Linked DNA regions of Mus musculus: region 2 is linked to region 1. The links are chromatin contacts, called in public HiChIP or PLAC-seq maps. All regions are on one chromosome and are shown on one strand. The core of a region is the stretch at or near the end of the contact, and the rest is flanking DNA. Distances in the headings are between cores, read along the strand shown. Region 1 overlaps Rcsd1 (RCSD domain containing 1). Region 2 overlaps Pou2f1 (POU domain, class 2, transcription factor 1).

Region 1 (7,507 bases), core at 161-2,660:
GTTCTTCTCCCAACTCCCACTGAGAATAAAGATTGGCTGGGAGGGCCTCGAGACACACTGAACCCTAGAGTCTGGAAGACCGGGGAGAGCCTGCAGAAGGCAGTGAGCCGGCAGAAGGCGAGGCTCTGCGCTGCAGAGACAGCAAAGTGCATGTGAGTCAGGCATGTGGATCCAACATGTCCTGTAGAGAGTGCCCTGAGGGTTAGAAGGCCATTGCCATAGTTCTGACTCAGCCACTACTGACTCCCAGCACGCCTATCCACACATCCAGTTTAAGGACCCCCACCTTTAAAGTAAAGGGGAACGAAAGAAACTGCTGAGTTCATTTGACTTTCTGAGGTCTTATGCTCTAAAGATCCTTAAAGCATTTTTTAAAAAAATGTATTTATTTTAAATTTTTCAGTTTTTCAAGACAGGTTTTCTCTGTGTAGCCTTGGCTGTCCTGGAACTTGCTCTGTAGACCAGGCTGGCCTTGAACTCAGAGATCCACCTACCTCCGTCTCCCCTGGGATTAAAAGCATGCACCACCGTGCCTGGCGTAATGTACATTTATAAACTTGGCATTTGGGAAATGGTAGCAGAGGGATCAAGAATTTAAGGATAGCCTGGGCTACAGGAGATCCTGTCTCAAACAAAACAAAACAAAATAAAACAAAAACACAACTTAACAACAAAAATGAATTTTCAAAATTCCACTTCCTTGCCATGGCGGGTGTCACAATGGAGTCTTCTTGATGTCTTTTAGATGAGGATCAGAATTAATTCAGCTGATCCAGGTCTTAAAAACTCCAAGTGTTGAGCGGCCTAGCCTAGCAATGGCTAAAGGAAGATGGTCCAGGCAGAAGAAGAGAAAGCACAGGGCCCTAGACCCCCACACACGGAGTAGCACCCTTGTGGCTCTCGGAACAATCACCTTCCAGATCTTCCAGCAACACGGCCCCTTACTTGTCCAGAAAACAAATGCAGAAAGACTTTATAAGGATTAAAAAGATCCATTTATGGAAAACACCCACAGCTAGGAAGTCTGTAACATGTAGTAACCACTGTGAGGAGAGCTTTTAGATGTTTGCCCACGCCGCCACGGCTGTGGCTGCTCGGAGTGAATTTCCCACTATCCATCAGTTCGTATCTCAGAAGCATGACAAGTCAGGGACCTGAGGCCCAAGAATGTGTTCTGGAGGACTGAGAGAGTGGGGGTGGGGCAGCAGGCTGGAGTAAGCGGCCCTGTAGCTCATGTGTTTGGAATGAACCCTTCGGGGTGAGGGTCGAGCAGGGAGGGAGGTTCAGAGGAGGTGGAAGCCTTCCATGGCATTTTATAGATGAAAATGCCCTCTCTGGTGGGTGCCTGAGTTGTGCAACAGGAACCACAGGCTCAGCCTTTCATTTCCGTTGCTCTGTTTTAACTGGGTGGGGCTAACGTGGGTGCCTTTGGTCTGCTGTTGCTCCTTGGTCCACCTGGCTCACCCCTGGGCTGGTTGGAGACAGTGAGAAACAAATTGTTTTTTTCACAGAGTGAGCAGAAGGGGTGACCACAATGGGAGATGTGAGCTGATCGGCAGGGGGAGTGGAACAGGAGTGTGTGTGTGTGTGTGTGTGTGTGTGTGTGATTTGTTCTGAGGCCTCTAGTAAGAAAAGAAGAGGTGGTCTTGAAGATGGCTTTGGTGGACTTGATGGAAGACTCCCCTTGGGGCCAAGACCCTGTGTCAAACTGAATGTCCTCAGTAGGAGTGGCAGACAGGAGTGATCTCACTGAGACTGAAGCCCCCAAGGCTGTCAGATGATGGAGGGGAAGCACCTGGAGGGGAAGCCCAAGGAGGAAGCCCGCTTTCTCTTTCTCCCACACAGAAGAAGCCGACTTTAAACTCCATACACCTCTCACACCTCCCAGCTAATCAAGATCACATCTTGTATTTTTAACATGTCCTGTCATATGTGTAGCTCTTGTTTCTCCAAATAGAAAAGAGCCTTTTATGGTAGTAACGGCAATCTCCGCTTCTCTGCTACCGCTCAGAGCTCCCTCTCAAAGCTTGTTATCTCTTTTGACCTTCCAGGAATCAACACCCATCCTGTGAGGCTTGCTTTTGCCTAGAATGAACTCTTCCTAATTCTCTGTGGTTGGTTAACTTCAACTACTCCCTCAACACTCAACTCAGAGGTCATCCATCACCGGAAGCCCTCCCTGAGCCCCAGGCTGGGTGTGGCACCCCTCCTCCAGTGGGGCAAGCTCTCATCCTGTTCTACAATTAAGGGTCTAAGTGCTTGTTTCCCCTCTGAGAGGGTCAGCAAGGTGAGAGATGGGTCACAGATAGAGGCCCAGTGCCTGGCAGGCTGTAAATGATCATTATGTGTTGGCTAATCCTAATTAAACAGTTCTGTGGGCAGAGGAGATAGCTCAGCGAATCAGATACCGGCTCTGCAAGCGTGAAGACTGAAACTCAGTCCCCAGCACTTAGTTTACAAGGGGGGGGGTGTGTGTGTCAGGCATGGTGACCCGTGTCTGAATCGGCAAGCTCTAGATTTAGTGAGAGACTCAGAAATGCAAGACAGAGTGCAATTAGGAAGCCACTCGGTGTTGACATCTGGTTTCCACATGCACTTCGGCATATACACACGCACACAAATAAATCAGCAGCAACAACCCAAAACAGCCATCTGTTATCTTGCAAACGGACACCAATAGACTATAGAAGACTCAGCTGGAGGAAGGGTTGTCATTACCACAGGCCCAGAGGACAGCTCTGAGATGGTACAGGGACATCTATGATGCTAGGAAGACCAATGGCCAGAACTACGAGCTTCCAGCCGGGGATTCAGGCGAAGAGACTTAGGAAGGGAAAGATCCTGCAAGTCCACCTTACCTTTCCTAGGGAGCTACTGAGTCTTGAATGGCAATCAGAAGAAGCCTTCTCACTAGAACAGGGTCTGATCCGCCCAAAGGTGTGACTTTCCATCGTGAGCCTCACGGGTTCACCACTTAATGTCCACAAATCTCCATAGCCAGTATTCAGAACGCCCCAAAGGAGAAAAAGGTAGAAAGGACACTGTCCCAAAGACCAAAGGACAAAGGCAATGTCCTCTCTGGTCTGGCTCCGTTTGGGAGATGGGTTCGTGGGGGGTCCCATTCTCTAATGTTTGTACTCTGCCTATGGCATCTCTGAGAGATGTGTCCACCTGACACCATAAGGGTGGATGCAGGCCACATGTTGCTGTGGTGATGACACTTTATGAGACTGACTTCTTCGAGCATGGGCTAAACTACTCCCCAGATAAGAGAATCCGAGAGTTGCTGCTTTCCAAAGGTCCGACTGCACTCACAGCCCCAGCATACCTCAGGGTCCCGTTTGCTCCTTCCCAGTAAAGCAGGAGCAATTAGGGACTGTCTTGTTACTCCCAGGGCTGTGTTGTGTGCCTTTTCCCAGTGGGTTAGATAGGCTAGACTGGCCCTGCAAACCTCAGACACTGTCACAAGAGGAAGGCAGAGTTGCCTTCTCTGGAACCGAAAGGCTTTCTTCTGTGGCTCTGATAAGATTACCGTGCTGCTGAGCCGCCTCCGTTCAGATTTCCCACGGAACCGCAGGAGCCAGGCTCCAGCCCTCCTTGCTGTGGGCAGCCTGCTGAGGATCAGGCTCTGAAACCCGACTCCGTTCCAGGAATGCTCTCACCCCACCGTGATAGGGCCGGGTCTTGACAGCGTGCCTACCCGAAACTACTCTTGTTCTCACAGCCCAGCAAGTGAAAGATGCCTGCTAAGGAGAGCCAGAGTGGCTGCAAGGGTCTCCACCCAGCAGGAGCGCGAGAGGAGGAGTGGGTATCTCAGGCTTGCCCGCAAGTCCATCCAGTCTAACTCCCCCTTCAGAGGAACGACTGGTCCCCATTATGACCACCAGCCTCAACCAGCACACCATGGCTCAGTGACAGGATGGGGAAAACCAGCAAGGCTCACAAGAACATCCCCAAATAATCCTTCTTACCTAAACTTGGAGTTTCCCCTCTAATAAATAAATGAGATAAAAATGAGGTAGGGGGTTAGGGAAGCTATTCCAATGGGTAAATATGCTTGCTGGGTGAGCAAGAAAATCTGATCTGGGTTCCCCCAAGGGATTCCCATGGTGGAAGGAGAAAACTGACTACTGAAAAATGTCCTCTGATCTCCATATGCACTGTGTAGCATGGGAAACCCCATACTCATACACATACAACAATAATTATTATTAATGAAACAAACATTTAATGTGTTAAAATGTTTGTAAAATAAACTAGCAAATGTTTAACAAGGTAAAAAAAATGAACCTAAGACATAGGTTATAGGGCTGGAGATATGGCTCAGCATTTAAGAGCACTGGCTGCTCTTTCAGAGGTCCTGAGTTCAATTCCTGGCAACCATATGGTGACTCATGACAATCTATAATGGGATCTGAAGACCTCTTTAGACATGCAGGGTACATGCAGATAAAGCATTCATATCCATAAAATAAATAAATAAAATCTTTTGAAAAATACATAGGTTGCAAAATGAATATAATATATGTAATATATTGGTATTCAATTGGGATTGAAGGTGTGCACCACTACTCTCAGATCTTCTTTTTTTTTTTTTTTAAACATTACTTATGAGGATGAAAAGATAGCTTCATCTCATTTTGTGTTCTTCAGAAAAGGTCTCATGAAGCACCAGCTGGCCTGGAACTCACTTTGTAGACCAGGCTGGCCTCGAACTCAGAAATCCCCCTGCCTCTGCCTCTGGAGTGCTGGGATTAAAGGTGTGCGCCACCACGCCTGACTAAAGATAATCTTTAACTTGGCTCTGCTGCTTCTAGCTCTCATGTGTTGCAATTAAAAGATGGGCTAATACACCCAGCTTGATTACACACACCCCACCCCCTTTGAGAAAGGGTTTGTCTCACTGTGTAGCCCTGGCTGGTCTGGAACTGGTTCTGTAGACCAGGTTTACCTTGAACCCACAGAGATCCACCTGCATCTGCCTCTCCAGTGCTGGGATTGAAGGTGTACACCACTACTCTCAGATCGTTTTGTTTTTTTTGAAAACATTACTTATGTGTATGCACACATTCATGCAGGTGCCCTCAAAGGCCAGAAAGCTGTTTTCCCTGGCTTCCTATCTCCAACAACTTTACCACTATTGTTTCTAGAGACAATGACTTCGTAGCCAAGGAGGTCTGCCTGTCTCACAGTGCTGAAATGCTGTTCAGAACAAACCAGCAAAGAAACACACTAAAGCCCGCTTTTTCCTTTCTTTCTTTTTTCTCCTCTCTCTCTCTCTTAAAAGTCTAATAATGTCTCTCGTCTCCAATAACATATTCACCCAATCAGCATGTCTTAGTTGGTGCTCATGAGGCCCTAGATATGTAAAGTATGGTCCCTTCCTCCTTACTGGAAGCCCAAGAGCCTGCCCTGGTGGGACTAGTTAGGTACTCTGTAGAGGCCGAGGGCCTCTGGGAAGGCAGAGTTTCTATTAATTTATTAGGCAAATTGTATCAGGAAGCTTGGGTTTCTGTGATAGGCTCTTTGTTGGTTTATGGAGACCCATCCACCAGTAAGACAGTGAGATATATCCTCTCCCTCCCTCCTCCTCTCCTTTCTTCTTCCTCTCCCCCACCTCCTTCTGTCCCTCTGCTAGGGATCAAACCCAGGACTTCACACCTGCTATGTAAGCACCCTGTCCTCTCTTCTGGGCACCCTGGTGAACTCAAATGCAGGCATTTCTGCTTGCCCTCCAGCACATGGTCTTTACTCTCTTTCCTTCTCTTGGAGTCAGGCTACACCCCATCCAGAGCCTCTGAGGGGCTCTGTCGCTTGAGCACCTTGCACATGCAATGTGTGGTGCTATGGTTGCTACCTCATACAGACTTCTCGGTTTCCTACTGTCTGTGAGGCAGAATCCAGGGCCATTCTTGAACCGCCTTCAAGGTCTGAAAATGGTAAATTACAGGAAGGTAGGAGTTGGGAGCACAGCTAGGGAAGGAGAAAAAGGAATGCCTTCTAGGGGGCTTAGATTTTGGCCCCCAGTGGCTACCTCTCTGGGGGAACCTCACTGCTTCCACGACTTTATCTTGTTACTTTCACTTTTTTTCCTTTAGGGATCCCCCTATTTGCCCCTGCAATCAGCCATTCTGCCTCCCTGAAGGAAGCCAGTGTATTCTCCCTGTCCCTACATCTCTCTTCCCAGTCACTGCCTTTCTCTCAGGGCTTCTGAGCAGCATCTACTCTGGCCTATACACGCCACGCTTGCAGAAGCATTCATTAAGCACACAGGGACAGGATGTGTGAGTCTCATTTCCTCGATTGGATTGGGAGTGTTAGAAAGGCACAGGTCAAGTGCCATCTTGCTTTTGTTTATTCCAGGGAGGTCCCTATAAGGCTGAGGTGTGATTAATGTGGCCGAGACAGTGGTCACAGGGATTTGAAGATTTCCCTAACATTTGCGGTAGGCAAGTGTGGGGTAGAGCCTGAATGTGGTTAACCGGCCCTGGGTTGAATGCTCAATATGGGGACATGGGGCAACTCCATTTCTTCTCAAATAAATAAGTAAGATTGGAGCTATGGGAGGCCGATTTCAGGGCTCCCATAGCTCCAATCATGCGCAGGTATTACACCTGTCACTGACTTTCACTTCCTAGCTGAGAATCTCGTAGCCTCCTCTGTCTTCTGTTTCCTCTTTACTTCCTTTAACAACAGCTCAGCTGCTACCTGTTGTGGTGTTTCGCTTGTTTGTTTGGGCTTTTGTGACTGGTTCTGGAAAGGAACTTCAAAAACAGTCACCGTGGGCCCTCAAGGCCATGGCACACCTCAGGGTGAATGGGTGTAAGCGGATCTGTCTGGCCTTCTGGTTGACTAGGCAATTTCCCTGTGCTGGTCCAGCCTTTGGCACATAGGAATTTGGCTCTCTCCATCCAACCCTTTTCCGCTACTGTGTATATCAGCTTGTAGACAGGAGGGCCTTCTCTTTTCGTGCCTCCCGCCTACCAAGCCACACAGGAAGTTGCTGGGCTGATACTTTCAGGGCCTTGGACTCCCTCTGTTTCTTCCTCAGCTGAGGGAGGAAGAAGTGGGCCTGGGAAGGGAGCCCCTTCTGTGTTTCCCTAGATTAAAGTTAGAGCTTGCATTGGGGGCCTTCAAGCAACACCTTGCTTAAGTCCAGCTGGGCTTCCATCCTGTGTCCATTACAGCTCTGTTGGCTTCTGGCTTGTCACCAGAGGTACCCTGAGCCCTCCTCGAGGAGGGGGCTCGTAAGTACAGCAGTTTCTTTATGAACCTCTCCCAGGTCCCCCCTCTGTTTCTCTCCTCTGTCCTGTAGCAGTAGTCAGCACAGAGAATCCTATTGCTTTGAGTTTGCAAGGTCTTGACCATCTGTAGGGATCCATCTGGAACGCTTTGTGGTCTAGCTACCCTAATCAACTGCTTCCTGACTTGCACAAGTCGCTACAGAGAGTCCATCTCAGACCCCAGCCCCCCAGGTACTCAGCACTCCCAAGTGCCCAGAATGCAA
Region 2 (6,994 bases), core at 1,955-4,454, 230 kb after region 1:
GAAATGAAGAAATACACAACTTTTATAGTCAGATGTCTAGAATACCAAGAAAACAAACAGTATTTCAAAATTAAGCGTGAAAATGCTAACTTACCTACAAAGTCAAAGACATCAGAATAATATCTGACATCTTGTCAGCAACCTAAAATTCAGGGAAGGATGGAATGGCACAACTACTGAGAGTCCATGAACTGCAGCTGAGACTGTTCTGTAGAGCAAGCTATTCTTTAAGACAGGCAAACTATAAGGACATTTTAGTTTAAGCAGAAGCTAAGGCAGTGTCAACCAAGCTAGCACTGTAGAAGATACTTAGAGGAATGTTATACAGAGAAGGAAGAAAAATACACAATAATCCAGAAAACCCCTACTAGCGTGGAAGAAAGACAAGACAAGGCAAACAATCCAACCAACTAGAAAAACAACCAATTAAATTAGTAAACATGTATCAACCTTACATGTAAATGGCCTCAACTCGCCAACTGACTGGCTGATTATAAAAATAGACCAGACTAACTTTTGTTGCCAAGAAGCATCCTGGTATACCTAGATAGAGACTGAGAGTTATAGGAGGGAAGTTAACTAGTCAGAATAAAAAACTAAGCTTGGTGGAGCTGTTCTGACATCTGATAAAGTAGACTTCAAGCCAGAATTCCAAATAGGGCCATTACATGCTAGTTAAAGGAACATTCCACCAAGAAGATACAACAATTGTAAACATACATGCATAGAATAAAGGAACTCCCAAATGTATCAAATAAACACTAATGGGTATAAAAGGGCTGATTGGCTATGACAAAATAAATATTGGTTACTTTAATACTCAATTCTCATCTTTATTTTTTTTTAATTTAGAGAATACTTTATTAGTTTTTGTAATCAAACCCACATAAATAAGACAATTCTCATCTTTAAATAGGTTGTCTAATCTAAAAGGTCAAACAGACTTAAACTACATCATAAATCGAATGGGCTTAACAAATATGTACAGAATATTCCAACAGTAGCCTTAGGTCAAAAAAGTAAGCCTTAACAAATAAAAAAAGGAGACTAAAGTAATTTATTGTGTCTTATCTGATAAAACTGAAATAAAACAACTCACAGCAAGAAAAACTATGCCAACTACAAGTACTAAAAAAATAAAGTGGCTTTCTGGTTTGTTTGTGAAACAAAGTCTCTTGTAGTTCAGGCTGTCCTGAAGCCTGCTACAGTTGAGGATGCCCTTGAATTCCTTCTAGCCTCTACTTCTGAAGGGTTGGAATTACAGGCAAGAGCCATGACATAAACATGACATAAGTGTTAAAGCCTTCTGTGTGCTTAAAACCTTAGCACTGAAGGTAGAGGTAGATAGATCAGGAGAGTTGGCTGGACAGCCAACCTGGCCAAAACAACAAGTGCAGTGAGAAGCCTTTCCCATTGTAACAAGGGGGAAAGCAGCTGAGGAAGAAACCTGATGTCCTGCTCTGATCTTTACATGAGCATGTATGAGAATCCCACATCACACTAGTGTGCATGCAACACACAAAGCAAGATAGAAGATCAATTCCAATTCCAATGAAAAAGAAAGCCAATGTAGTAATACTGGCTAAATTAAAGTCTCTACAAGAATGTAATTCTGTAATTTTGGGAATGACTAAACAGAAAAGGGTCTGGAGATCATACAACATACCATAATTTGAGAGAGAGAGAGAGAGAGAGAGAGAGAGAGAGAGAGAGAGAGAGAGAGAGAGAGAGAGAGAGAGACTTGGTACATCTTTCTTTAACTTCATCTTAGCTTTTATTGCTTCTTCATGCTGAGGGTAAAATGCCAACCACCATTATGTTTAACTGTAACCCATTCTTCAATGGGCAGCATAAACTCTACCTCCTCTAATGATGTCTTCCATAACACTTTCTTTCCAACTTGGAAATACATTTTTCCTTATACTGAATTCTCATGAATCACATACTTCTTAAGGAATAGTCTCAATGTTGACTGCTTATTTTTTATATGTATTTTTCTGTAAAATGAATTTGATATCAAAATCATTATCTTACTGCACTGCAGTGAGTCCTCTGGGTGCAGTAGGCACCTGGAGTACTGGAGACCACAAATGCAGTTCTCCTGTCTTCTTCTCAACTTTCTTACAAAGCTAACCATCTGTTCTGTGTACTGCTGCCATCATGTGTGTGGTGTGTATGCATGTTTCTATATGTGCATAGTTCACTGCACATGAGATTGATGTTAGGAATCATACTTGATCACTTCCTCCATATTCACTGAGTAGTCTTGCTAGCCAGCTTGCTTAGAGAAAGCTCTACCACTGCTTTTCAAGGCTGGACTTACAGGCAAGCCACAACAACCATCAACATTCATGTGGCTTCTTGAAATGAGAACTCTGGTTTCTCCCCCAACCCACTTGTTTTAATTTGTACACTTTCTCCCTCAATGGTGGTTCATTTTACCTTGCCTATAAGTGTATTTAAAAATTCATTAAAAGAAATAATCAACAGAACAAACTGACACCCTACATACAGAATGGCAGAACATCTTTATATCACACTTCAGACAGAGGGCTAATGTTCAGAATTTACAAAGAGCTGCAGAAGTCAAATACCAAGGAAATAAAACTGCCAATTAACAAATGGGCAGATAAGCTAAATAGATAACTTAAGAAAAGAAACAAACAAACAAAAATGGCCAATAACTATTTTTAATGTGTTAATATCCCTAGCCAACAGGGAAATAAGAATTTAAACTACTCTGAGATAAGACCTCACCCCAGTGAGAATGGCTGCCATCAGTAAGTACGACAAATGTGATAGAAGATGTGGTGACACTACTGTTGGGAGATATGCAAATTAGTGTAGTCATTGTGGAAATCAGCTTGGAAATTTCTCAAATAATTAAAAATAGAACTACTACATGATCTTACTCTGTCACTCCTGGGCCCATACCCACAACTCCACAATCTATCATAGAGATATTTACACCCCTTGCTGCTTTATTCACTAAAGCAAGAAATTGGAATCTGGTCTGTCAACAGATGAATGGCCAATGAAAATATGATATATAAAACGAAATTCTATAAAGTTCTAACGAAAAATGTAATCACAAAATGTGCAGAAAAATTGATGGACTTTGATTGTGTAATATTAAATGACGTTACCTAACCTCAGAAAGAAAAAAATACATCATCTCCCTCATGTGGAAACTAGCCAGTTATATGCAAATAAATGTACATGGGCCATGATACCACATGTAGAAAAAAGAAGAAGAAAGGTTATGGGGGTGAGGGAAGGACTGACTGAATGTAGGAAACAGATACAAATACAAGGGATACGAAGCTAATTTCTTTTCTAACTCTGCCACGGATTTTTTTTTGGTTTTGATAGCTGATACCGCATAAAAATATATTAGATAGTGAAGTATAAAATTCAACGTGAAGGAAGCTTAATAGCTTCTGTTCTGAATGTATAATCTAATGGGATAGAAAGAAGTTCCTTGAGTTGTACAGTCTTTTGAATCTATTTTGGTGTGTTGTATTTATTTCTTTGCAACTCCTCCCAAGTGCTGATTCTAAAGTCATGTACCACACTATACCCCACTTAAAAAATAATTTACGAAGGAAGGAAGGAAGGAAGGGAGGGAGGGAGGGAGGGAGACAGGTAGGCAGGCCATTTAATAACATTATGTTGCTCTTCTATGCTTGATCTTGGATAACTCACCATAAACTATCCAGAACCAGTTTTGTTAATGTCTTGGCTTTTGGTAGATTGTTAAGAAGACTGTGAGTCTCATCTGTTTGTACCAAATCTAGTAATAACACCTATAACATTTTACATATAAGACAGAATCCTGAACAAACCTGAATCACAAATTTTCTGTGTGCATATGAAGATTGTCTGTCTAAAATGCATGGTCAGAATGCCTGACCTTCATACCTCTCATTACCCTTAAAATCTTATAAAGCAAACTCTTAGCTGTGATCATTTTAGGAAAAAGAGGTCGACACAACTGTCTCCTGAACCTATAAAGTTTTAGACTTTGGTTTTATATAATATTCAGGGCTCCTTTCTTTAAAATCTGGACTTTTTCATGAACTACAAAAACAAACAAACAACCCCCCCACACACACAAATTACTAAACAAATGAAAAAGAGCAAACAGTCTATATAGTTCACTGAATTTTAAAATGAAAACTAAAACAGGCATAACATGATCTAAATAAGCTACTATTTTCTTTATCATGGCACAAATGGTGTCACTGTGTTTCACGTTTTCTTTTCTTGAGGCAAGCAAGGTCTTGTTATGTAGTCTAGCCTGGCCTGAAACTCAAGATAATCTTCCTGCTTTAATTTTCCAACTGCTGGGCATAACCCATTACATCCTACTTTAAAACAAAACAAAAGAAAACAAAACAGAACAAAAACCCGTAATTTTATTTCTAATATATATAATAGTAATAATCTAATGTACAACACAGAACTCAAACATATCTATATTTCTAAACTAATAAATTAATACCAGCAGAGAGCGCTAAGAGCATAGCGGCATACCCTTAACACTAAGAAATCAATAAAGTGTGCTTTGATTCTGAAATGGTCCAAAATGTGGAAACAATCTGTGTCTATGAAGATAGGGCACATTGCAGCAAATAAACAAGAAGTGAGCTCTATGCCTCTCAGGGTAGTAACCTGCTCATATTTGATCTAGCTAGATGGTACTATATTAGCAGAGATCTTACAGAAAAGCAATTAATTTTCTCTTTGTAGAGAAAAGAGAATATTAATCACTACCACTGGTGATGGAGAAGCAAAGAAGTCTAGGAAAATGAGTTACTGGTCGTAATAAGTATCTATCTGAATTGTCACCGCGCCTCTGAATTCAGGGAGAAGCCCCAGGATCTTTAGGAGTTCAAGGCCAGCTTTTTTTTTTTTTTTTTTTAAATTTATATAAAGTGTTCCAGGCCAATCACTGTTTCTTAAAACAAACAAGGACACAACACAGAAAGTGACTGTGTAAACTGACAGTTCTCAGCTCTATGAGAAGGATCTATTACACATCCCATATTCTCACAAGGCGAGTAATTCACAAAGTTCACCAAGTGTCCCAGCAAGAATGTATTTTATACAGTTCTAGAAATGACTTTGGGTTTGAACACATAATATGTTGCTTAAATTTTCAATTTTATGTATTATAGTTCATGAGAAAAACCTTACACAGGTGCTAGTCTAAACTTGCCTTTATTTCTTCTCTGGTTTTATACTTTAACTCCCTAGTCTTTGAAATAATATCTAACTTGTCATATGAATTTAAATGAAATCAGATAATATGCATAGCACTAACGTTTACAAAAAAAAAAAAAACAAAGGTTGAAATTAAATATTGTAGGCACCCAATAAATAGTAGAGAAATTGTAGTATTAAAAGTAAATATAGATTTTCAAGGGGTCTGACATCATGGATATTTTCAACATTCTGTAATCATTCTGAGTTTTTTTTTTTTCCTTTCGAGAAATTTGGGAGGTACTCTTTAGATGTGGGAGTCCTACCCATACTTCCGAGCCTATTCATAGGTCTGATTGCCTAGTTACTCTCTGCAAACAAATCCCACTCCTTTAGAAAGGCCACTTATATCAGCATAAGGCAGTGATAAGATAAACAAGGGGTCCAGACAGGGAAGAGAAACAAGAAAGCTGGCTGGACAGAATGCAATGCTCCTTTCCCTCATCTTGGGGAAGAGATGCCACTGTAGCTATTCAGCAAGCTTCAACAAGACAAGCAGGGACATACTGAATATGCAAAGCTGAACATGAAAGCCTTAGTCTCCCGTAAAGAAGTACCTATTTTTAAAAAGTACTTCCGTGTTTTTCCAAATACAGGACAGTTTACAATGACACAGGTGCAGACACAAGACTTCCACTGAGTCAACCCAATCTTCTACTGTAATTAAAGTTTCTACCTATGATCAGGAGTAGTGGAAAACAAAGGTTCAAGAGAGACTGTCCTTCTTACTACCTCCCATAGGTAGACATGTCGTGAAATGTTAGTCAGAGAAGTTAAACCCTTTAGTAAGCAGAGTCTAGTTTACCTGATAATGACTTTCTATAACTCCTTGCCCATAATTTCCTTCATATGGTTTATTGTTTTGATTTTTGCCTCTAGCAGAAACTGAGGAAATTTTGTATCGTATCTGTCAGATGATAGTTAGACTGTCAAATGTCCTATGAGCTGACTGACTTACAAGGATGGGCTGAATATATATTTATAGATTTACCTTTCTCTCAAAGAGTTTCATTTTTTAAATTTATATGGTACTTAGTTTTTCTCTTGTTAAAAGGTTTGGGTTAAGTATACATTTTATTAAAATAAAATGAAAGGATATACTAGACAAGTTTATAACTTCTGACACAATCAAAACTTTAGCATAATTTATATCAAATGCAGGGTAGACCACATCTACTATTCTGATTATACCTATAACCAAGAATCTGACAGCTTCTGGCACATATGACACAGTAAATGAAGATCCATAATCCAGACCTAGGACTATGTGTCCCAAAGGACCATTCCCATAACTACCTCTAGTTTCTCTGATGGATAGAATCTGAAAAAGGATGCACTCCTCAGGAGTTAGATAATGTTAAATACAATTGCAGTCCCTACAAGTACTACATCATACTTCATAAGCAGATACACAAATTTCTCTGTATTTGTCAACTATGTATCCAAGCTAAGTGGACATTCTCATTTCAGCTCTATGAACAAATGCAAAAGATGGATAAGAGAATGTTTTCTTACCTGTGCTGGCATCTTCACTCTCCATAGATGATTTATTGGTTTCTGATGGATTATTCATTCTTGAGTCTGCAATAAGACAAAGGTAAAGAAGGTGTTTAAAAAAACAGCGGTTAAGGTTAAGTTAAGGAGGCAAAACGATGGCCAAGGCCAGGGTTAGCTAATATCACAGTGGTTCATTTCAAGAAGGCCATGCATAGCATACGGCAGGCTACAA

Evidence for each region. HiChIP or PLAC-seq counts read pairs in DNA pulled down with a chosen protein or histone mark.
Region 2: a contact with region 1 is called in an H3K4me3 HiChIP or PLAC-seq map of pro-B cells, with 2.8 times the contacts expected there. The contact joins two enhancer-like sites. A contact is called at or near these places in 2 of 39 promoter capture datasets (the C10 cell line and pre-B cells), 1 of 484 Hi-C or Micro-C datasets (centroblasts), 1 of 115 datasets of contacts at active chromatin or transcription factors (pro-B cells) and 4 of 9 other capture datasets (adipose tissue, embryonic tail, liver and 1 more).

Annotation. Positions count from the first base shown.
Region 1 is chr1:165,699,256-165,706,762 of GRCm38.p6, forward strand. All of the region lies in intron 1 of Rcsd1 (RCSD domain containing 1), which reads right to left. Among named protein-coding and RNA genes, the nearest start is that of Rcsd1, 5.1 kb to the right of the region's middle. Within about 2 kb of position 1,411, at least 145 of the 459 cell types and tissues checked have an H3K27ac peak or open chromatin away from gene starts, as enhancers often do. A contact at or near this core is called in pro-B cells, where this site is marked.
Region 2 is chr1:165,924,882-165,931,875 of GRCm38.p6, forward strand. It overlaps Pou2f1 (POU domain, class 2, transcription factor 1), which reads right to left. Exons shown (of 16, transcript NM_198932.3): 2 at 6,781-6,846. Among named protein-coding and RNA genes, the nearest start is that of Pou2f1, 74 kb to the right of the region's middle. Within about 2 kb of position 3,205, at least 11 of the 459 cell types and tissues checked have an H3K27ac peak or open chromatin away from gene starts, as enhancers often do. A contact at or near this core is called in pro-B cells, where this site is marked.